2 separate regions of the Mus musculus genome follow, and region 2 is linked to region 1. The links are chromatin contacts, called in public capture Hi-C maps. All regions are on one chromosome and are shown on one strand. Each heading gives the region's core, a stretch centred on a gene start, on an enhancer-like site or on the middle of the called end of the contact. The rest is flanking DNA. Distances are from core to core; before and after follow the strand shown. Region 1 overlaps Cd160 (CD160 antigen). Region 2 overlaps Gm40102 (a long non-coding RNA gene).

The links. Capture Hi-C pulls out chosen DNA fragments and counts their contacts.
Region 2: a contact with region 1 is called in a capture Hi-C map of embryonic stem cells, with 4 times the contacts expected there. The contact joins two enhancer-like sites. A contact is called at or near these places in 2 of 115 datasets of contacts at active chromatin or transcription factors (both in embryonic stem cells) and 1 of 9 other capture datasets (embryonic stem cells).

Annotation. Positions count from the first base shown.
Region 1 is chr3:96,806,034-96,810,214 of GRCm38.p6, forward strand. Cd160 (CD160 antigen) reads right to left here. Exons shown (of 5, transcript NM_018767.3): 2 at 2,758-2,902. The coding sequence starts at 2,839. Among named protein-coding and RNA genes, the nearest start is that of Cd160, 6.4 kb to the right of the region's middle. Within about 2 kb of position 2,383, at least 15 of the 459 cell types and tissues checked have an H3K27ac peak or open chromatin away from gene starts, as enhancers often do. A contact at or near this core is called in embryonic stem cells, where this site is marked.
Region 2 is chr3:97,552,676-97,557,418 of GRCm38.p6, forward strand. The region is part of intron 2 of Gm40102 (a long non-coding RNA gene); the gene reads left to right. Among named protein-coding and RNA genes, the nearest start is that of Gm40102, 8.7 kb to the left of the region's middle. Within about 2 kb of position 2,951, at least 3 of the 459 cell types and tissues checked have an H3K27ac peak or open chromatin away from gene starts, as enhancers often do. A contact at or near this core is called in embryonic stem cells, where this site is marked.

The DNA.
Region 1 (4,181 bases), core at 1,133-3,632:
AAGGGACCAGGTATGTACCGGTGGGGCCATGACAAATAAAACACGAGCACCATCTCAGTCATTTTTCAATGGCTGTGACAAAACACCATGATCAAGGCAACTTAGAGAAGAAAGTGCTTTTTCTGGGAGGGTTAGAGTCCATGATGTCAGAGCAGAAGCATGGTGGCATGAGCAGCTGAGAACTCACATCTCAAAGTGTGAGCAGGAGACAGCACAGTGAGAGTGGACAGAAGATTTTGATCCCTCAAGCCTGCACCCAGTGACACATCTCCAACAGAGTCATATGGCTCAATCCTTCCCAAGCAGCCACTACTGGGGAACAAGGATTCAATGCCCAAGATTTACTAGGACATTGCATTCACACCATCACAGCTCTGCTCTCAAATATGCAGCCCAGAGTAGAATTGGCAAAGTACTGCACTTTGTTCTATGGTGAACACTGAGATTTCAAGTCATGGTTCCTTGATAGAGGTGGAGGCAGAAGCAGTGTCCCAGGCCTGGAGGTGGTTGGGCGGGTGGGTGGGTAGGGGGAAGCCCTACACAGTGGGGAGAATGTGTTTGCCAGACCAAGGTTTGTTCCTGTGTGAACGGATGCAAACAGGTGCTCTGGAATGGCTTCCTACTTCAAGGAGAAAAACTGGTTGTACATCAGAAAGTCAAGATGGGAGAGAGAAGGGATGGGGGTAAGGGGGCAACGTTAGTGTTAGACTACTTCCTGTTAGACTACTTCCTGTTAGACTACTTCTTGTTGATTAGGGCTGTTGAGATCCTTGGGGCAAGTTTGCTCTTCCCGGGCAGGATATCTAATTTCTTCTTGTTTCTTCTTTGCACACTAATACTACTACTTAATAAACTGTGGTCATCAGGCAACAACCCACTCCATCTCTCGAGGCTCTAGCATTTATGTACCCTCTGTAAAGTCCCAGAATTCCAAATGTCACACAATCACAGAAACTATCTGCAGCTGGAAAAATCATGCCCTTGCTTGAGCATGAGGCAAATCATAGTCAGCTGCTGCAGACAGTCCGAAGCAGCCTCGTGTTCCACACCTGGGATTTAAATGAAAGCATATTCTTGTAATATTTTTTTTATTTTTATTTTTTTGTTTTTCGACACAGGGTTTCTCTGGGTAGCCTTGGCTGTCCTGGAACTCACTCTGTAGACCAGGTTGGCCTCAAACTTAGGAACTCGCCTGCCTCTGTCTCCAGAATGCTGGGATTAAAGGCATGCACCACCACGCCCGGCTTATATTCTTGTAATATTTCTGTGTTTTTCAAAGAAGCCAAAATTCTCACTACAGGAAGGCTGTATTGGAATCTACAGGAAGTAAGGACAGAAAAGAAATGGCGTGAGCGGGGGATGATGCTCCAGGAAGGTGGAACAGGGATCAGACATGACAGGAGAGGTCCTCAAGCAGCTTTTCAAGCCAAAGATCAGAAGCAGTAAAGAGTTGCCTTGGTCATGGTGTCTGTTCACAGCAGAAAAACCCTAACTGAGACAACAATAGGTTTCCAAAGATAGATTTGAAAACATACACATTCTCAGAAAATTTATATTCTAATTATTTTGTCCAGGAGTCAGATGTTTTTATTTCCCATTCACGTTGTCAGAGTTGGCACAGATTGTAGAGGAAGGAGTCAGTCATGGGAGTGCCCCAGTCTCTGCCCATAAAAGCTTAAACCCCTCCTACACCAAGGTCAAAAACAGGTTGGTTGTGAGGAGCACTGCCTGGATGACTCCAAGCTCTGTCCTTACACCATGACAGATACACACCAAAGACTATATATTCTTAAAGATTTCTCAGGAAGCTGGCCTGCCTGCCTGCCTGCCTTCCTTCTTTCCTTCCTTCCTTCCTTCCTTCCTTCCTTCCTTCCTTCCTTCCTTCCTTCCTTCCTTCCTCCCTCCCTCCCTCCCTCCCTCCCTCCCTGCCTCCCTGCCTGCCTGCCTTCCTTCCTTCCTTCCTTCCTTCCTTCCTTCCTTCCTTCCTTCCTTCCTTTTTTTGAAGTTTACAGGCCCCATGACCTGAAGGCACAGATGGGTCTAACTCTCTTCTCTCACAGGCTGTACTTCCCAGACACTGTAGAGTGTCAGGGTAAGGCAGGCAGAGAGTGCAGCATTCCTGACACACTGAGCTTATTTAAATGTAGATCTGTGAGACCCTCAAGGCTCCAGGGTAGCTCCTGCCCCCAGACATCTCTAGTGGCTGCAATTGCCATTTCCAGCCCATCAAGACAGGTGAATGGCCAGGCCCCGCCCTACAGGGAAAAAAAAAAAGCCCACAATCAGGCTACAAAATCCCACCAATCCCTGAGCTTGCCCCAAGATCAGGCCACAGAATCCCACCAATGTCGGGGCACCCTGGAAAGCTCCCCCTCTCCCAAGAAACCCTACATGAAGCCTGCCTCCTGCTTAGTTCTTTGCTGCTTCTTTCTCCAGCAGAGGGACACCATAAACTCTCCCAACGAAACTCTTGTGTGAGGTGTGTTGTGTGGTGTGACTTTGTGAAATGCCTTGGCTCCCGACTGCCAGGGTACCTTCCCCCTCACAACTGTAACACTTACAAATCTTATCTATAACCACAAAATTAAACAATTACTATCAAATTATACCGTTACTATAATCTAGAGAGCTTAGGGGTTCCTTCACATGTCTGGAAGAATCAGGGATCTTCACAGATAAATGAAAACATGCGTGGGGAACATCCTTCCCCTGAGCCCAGGGTTCTCCATGGCTCTCTGCCCCGGGATCTGTCCTCACCACCATGTTGGAAGTTCACAATTGCCAGCAGGATGGCCAGGGCACAGCAGCTTTGGCCAGGGGCCATCAGGATTCTTTGCATGCTGTTGTCAGCCCCAGGAATTTCACGGAAATGTTGACTTTGCTGGTCTGTGGCTGCACACTCCTGAAAAGCACAGGAGAAACTCATTAGGTGAAGGCTTCCAGGCCTCTGTGGCCAGCTCCCTGTTTTAGGTACTTGTTGGGTTTGCTCAAAGTGTGGTGGAGATGAAGAGAACTTCAGGGTAAAGCTGAAGGGAGACATAGAAAAAGATCTAGCAAAGCAGAAGTGGAGAGAAGAATCAGGGGCTGGGGGCTGGGCAGAGAGACTTTGCCTATTTTTCCTGGGCTCCTTTGGTGAATAGCCCGTGTTATATACATATGTGTGTATATATGTGTGTATATACATACATTTATGCATATATATATATATATATATATATGAATACGCATGTAAATACATGTGGCAAAGTATAATATGTAGAAAGGAGAACAGGAAAACAATTAGGGGAAGGACTGAATTCAGGTGAAGGGCACTTGTATCATGAAAGAAGATATGAAGCTAATTTTGTTCTAGTTTCAACTCTATAGTGGATATCTCGGTGATTCCTAAGAACTAAAAACCATATTGGATAGTGAAGGAGTAAAATCTGACATGCAGTCTCACAGCTTCAGAATGGCTGTCCTGGCTGTATAGAAGTTTACTGCGATAAATAGACTTTGAGTTGGGCTAGTTTTAGTGTGTGATTTTTTTTTCCTATTTGCAAAGTCTTTACGATGAAGTTTTAATTTAAAAAAGTTGCTTAGTTTCCGATTTTGTTTCCATAAGGTTTCCCTCAGGCTGAGCTTATTCTCTCCTAATATTTATATTACTGTTATTTATATTTTTATATTCTAGTCTCTGTTATGCAAAATTATGTCCACACTTTAAAAAGCATTCAAACAAAAGAAACAAAACAACAGGACACCGATTTGATACATTTGATCCATTCATAGAAGAGGATATTACTCAGGCATGTGCCTTATACCAACATTTCAGTCAGTGAGAGGCTGCCTGTGTATCAGTGGTACCAAGAGATTTTAATGAAATGGGGACAGAAATGAGTGACTGGAGGGATAAGAGGAAAAAAAACAGAGGAAAGGAAAATGGGGGAAAAAGGAAAGAGAAAAATAGGGCAAAGGAGAAGAAAATATCAGAACTCCAAGAAAACCCAAGGGAAGGGGTCCAAAGCCTTTGCAGACCTTAGCAAGCTTGGAAAAAGAGGACAAGCTTACAGAAGAGTGTGTACAGGTCCTCACTGGTAGCACACACGAATCCCAGTGCTCTGGAGGCAGAGGCCGGCCTGGTCTACAGAGTGAGTTCTGAGACACCCAGCACTACACTGAAAAACTCTGACTCAGAAAAC
Region 2 (4,743 bases), core at 1,701-4,200, 750 kb after region 1:
CGAATAAACCCTTTCCTTCCCAACTTGCTTCTTGGTCATGATGTTTGTGCAGGAATAGAGACCTTGACTAAGATGGGGTGGGGGTGGGGTGTCTCTCATTGGACTGGACCTAACCAGTGATGTTAGGCTGGATGGCCAATAAACCCCTGGGAGCTCTTCTCTACATCCCCAGTGCTGGGGTTATAAGCATATGACCTCTCTCCCTCTCCCTCCCCCTCCCCCTCTCCCTCTCCCTCACCCTCCCCTCCCCCTCTTCCTCTCCCTCTCCCTCCCCCTCTCCCTCACACTCCCCCTCCCCTCCTCTCTCTCTGTCTCTCTGTCTCTCTGTCTCTCTCTCTCTCTCTCTCTCTCTCTGTCTCTCTCTCTCTGTGTCTCTCTCTCTCTGTCTCTGTCTGTGTGTGTGTGTGTGTGTGTGTGTGTGTGCACTAAGGGTTGAATTTAGGTCCTTATGCTTGCGTGGCAAGTTTTAGCTTGCAATTTCCTTATGGCTAAGGCTGTTGAATACTTTAAAAATAATTACTGGCTGTTTGTAGTTCTTGAGAACTGTTTTTTCAGTCCATTGATTCGTTTCCTAATGGGCAGTTTTGGATTTTTTGGTGTTTAGTTTTTGCTGTTCTTTAGTTGTTCTAGATATTAACCCCATATTAGGCATACTGGGGAAAGCTGTCTTTCCCACCCTGCAGGCTGTTTGCTCTGCTGGCAGGTCCTCTTGCTGTGCAGAAACATTTGAACACCACGTGATCCCAGTCTTGTGCTACTGGAGTTCTCCTCAAAGTTCTTGCCCTTATCTCTATCTTGAAGTATTCCTCATGTTTTCCTTTAGCTATTTAGGCGTTTACCGTTTTAAATCACGTTCTTTGGTTCGCACTGAACTGATTTTGCTAAAGGTAAGAGAGATGAATCTAAGCTGATTTTTCCGCCTGTGGAAATTCAGACTTGCAAGCACCGTTTATTTAATAGGTTATCTTATTTCAAGCACATTTTGGCAACTTTGTCAAAAATTAGGTGGCCACAGCCATGTGGGTTTATTTCTGGGTATTTATTTTCTCTATTATGTGTATATTTACCAAGGTATACATTCTATTCCATTAATATACTATCTTTGTCACTATGGCTCTGTAAATTGTGTTTGGTTTTGGAGACATGGTCTTACCGTGCAGCCCTGGTTGGCCTGGAACTTGTTATGTAGACCAAGTTGGCCTCAAACTCAGAAATTGTCTGCCTCTGCCTCTGCCTCCCAAGCACCACAACAACCTGCGAAGTACAATTTGACATCAGGTATTATGAGCCTTCTGGCACTGTGCTTTCTACTCCTAAAATTCCTATGGCTGTACTTCCATTTGAACTTTAGAATTGTTTTCTCTGACTTTGTGAAGAATGTCACTAGATTTTTGATAGGGATTACATTAAATCTATAGATTTGATAAATCTATAATGTAATAGATTTTGATAGTAGAGTCATGTTCATAATATTAAGTCTGCCACTCCAGGAAGTTTTTGACATAGTCTAGTGTCTTATCAATTTTTTTCCAGTGTGTTCATATTTTCATTTTAGGGGTCTTCCACCTCCCTGGTTAGGTATATTCCTTGATATTTTTGAAGCTATTGTGAATGGGATATTTGCCCTGATTTCTCAGCAAATGCGTGTGTAGCCAAATTAGTATATATACATAAAAATAATGTTGATTTTTACGTCCTAAAACGTCACCGAAAGAGGTCTAATATCCTTCTGTTGGAATCTGTGAAGTCTTTTAAGTATAGAATTATGTCATTTGCAAATAGGAATATTTTTACTTCTTTTCCATTTTTTAAAATCTGTTTTATCTATTTCTCTTGTTTTATTGCTTTGGCCAGAGTTTGAACATATTTTGTATAAGAATCGAAGGAATGGGTACCTTTGTCTCATTCTAGACTTTTAGAAAAAAATAAATGATGTTTTCTTTAGTATAACATTGGCTATGCCCATTGTATATAGCCTTTATTAGGTTGTGGTGTGCTCCATCAATTTCAACTTTCTTCGATGACTTATTCACGAAGACTCTTCTGAACTTTATCAAATGCATTTTCTGCGTCCATCAAGATGATCATAAGAGTTTTGTCTGTAGGTCTATTAGCATGCTGTTACATTTACTACCTTGCATATATTGAGTCAGTGTGGCATTGCTGGGATGAAACAAAGCTGCTCATGATGTATGATCTCGATGTGTTCTTGAGCTCAGTTTTCAAGCATTCTGTTAGCATTTATTTCAGGCGTTCATCAGATTGGTCTGTAGGGTTGTTGTTGTTGTTGTTGTTGTTGTTGTTGTTATGCTGTGATACCTGGTTTTGATGTCAGGGCAATGCTGACTTTATAGAATGAATATGGAAGTGCTCATTCTTGTTTCTGTTTTGTAGACCATTTCAAGAAGTGTTTTATATTTTCCTAAAATTCAGGAAGTAATCTCTTCACCCGTGGGACAGGCTATGCACAGACAGCCTGGTCTCCAGTTGAGCTGAGGTCTTGAACCCTGGTGGGACCCAATGGGTGGTAATTTCCACCTACATGGGATGGAAGGCATTCCGTCATGTCTCCTGGACCCCTGGCTCCTGTTGAAGTTACCACTCCCACAGGCCCCACAGGAGAGGCAGGTGGCTTTCAGTCATATAGGAACAGCACCAAGCCTTCCCACATGCAAATTTGAGGTTTCCCCCAAACTCTCAGTCCTAGCCAATGTAAGATACCTGCTGTCGAACCCTGAATCACCCCCAGAACTGTATATAAATCCATCCAGGAAATTAAAAGTACTCGAGAACTATTCCTTTGTCTGAGTCTTTTGTTCTAAGAGCTGTATGTAAACTTGGAAAGAGATCTTCTCTCCCGAAGAGCCACTGAGCTTCCCGCCACACTCCTCACTGGATAGTCGGCTCAGTTCAGAGCTGCTGGGAGTTACCAAGAGACCTGGAAGGCGTGGCAGAGACTTTGTCTTCCTGCCTGCACTCCCTTCCTTTTGCTGGAACCCTTGCACCTGGCCTGGACAGAGATATTCGTGGAAAACCACTGGTATCCAGGCCCACATTCACCCCTGAGTTCTTTTTCTGGGGAGATTTTTAACTACTACTCCAATCACATTGCTAGTTAGGAGTCTGTCTCAATTTTCTGGCTTTAGCTCTGGATGGTGTGGTGGTTTGAACATGAATGTCCCACCCAGGCCTTGATGTTTAAATGCCTGGATCCCCCTGGTGCTGCTGTTTGGCTAGATTCAGGTGTAGACTTGCTGGAGGAAGAATGGCACTGGGGATAGGCTTTGAAGTTTTAACAGCTCTGCGCCATTCAGTTTGCTCTTGACTTACTGTTTGCAGTCTGAAACATGAGCTCTCAGCTCCCTGTTTCCTGTTGCCCCGATTCCCAACCACAGTAGAGTCTTACCTTTCTGGTACTGTAAACGCAAATAATTTCTTTCTTCCATAAGTTGTTTTTGGTCATGGTCTTTGCTATGGCAATAGAAAACATACTCAAACCATTGGTCATGTGTTTAAATTTTTATGTTCCTAGGTTTTTCTAGCTCTTAGTTTGTAACCATATTCCCTTTTCTTTCTCCTTCCTTTCTTTCTCCCCAACCCCTTCTCTCATATACAGTGTATGTTGTACAGAGTTGTTCTACAAGACAAACAGCTGCCATCATGTGGGCTTCAGCTGTGCTAACTTGCAAAGGATTATCCCCACTGGGCTTGGTGACTGTTGATTCCCCTCATAGAAGGGCAGGGGTGGTCACCAGAACCTCAAATGAGTGTCTAGCTGCCCCCTTCTACCTGTTGTACATAACTCTGCTCTAATTACATGTCGCTAGAGTATACAGGCTGAGGATGACTGGGGAGAAGGGCTCCATCTATGTGGCTATGGAGAAGCCAATATTCCTCCTAGATTAAGACTGCCTGGTGTGGCATGGTGGGCACCCACAGTAAGTAACCCCTCACTGTGCTCTGTAAGCCCAATAAACTCATTGGCTTCTTAGTGTAATTGTACCTGTTTGTCATTGGAACCTTAGGAGGAAGGTGAGACATTGTTTGCATCACCCCAGGAAGACATCTCAGTAAAATATGTGAGGGGTATAAAGATATGGATGACCATGCACACACAAAGGACACAGCAAATACTGGGTAGCTTCCCCTATTGCTCCCTACTTTACTGGCTTGAGACAGGGTTTCTCAATGATCCTATGGTTAATGGTTTAAGCTAGACTGGCTGACCAATGAGCTCTCTGGACCTGCTTGTCTCTACAGCCCAATGGTGTTACCAGCATACATCTGGGTGCCATTCTACATGGGCGGTGAGGATCTGAGCAAGTTCTCCCACTTACAGAACAAACACCCACTGAGTCCCGGAGGCAGCCTCCGAGCGCCCTTTCACTTCTAAATGTAATCATTTGGATCTTCTCTCTTTTGGTTAGTTTAGCTCAGGTTGTCACTCATTTATCTTTGATCGATTCTATGCATTTATTTCCTGTTTCATTCATTTCTGCCGTAATCTTTACTACAGCCTGAGGTGTATCACTAGGTTATTTGACATCTCTCTGATCATCCTATAGCTACAAACTTCTCTCTTGGGACTGACTTGGTTGCATCTGGTAGACTGTGTTTCCTTTGATTTTAGGAGTTTTTAAAATTCTCTCTTGACTTCCTTTCATTCAAAAGCATACTGTTCAGTCTCCAAGTATTTGTGCATTTCCCAAGTTTAGTATCGACGATGATGCTCTGGGATTTAGA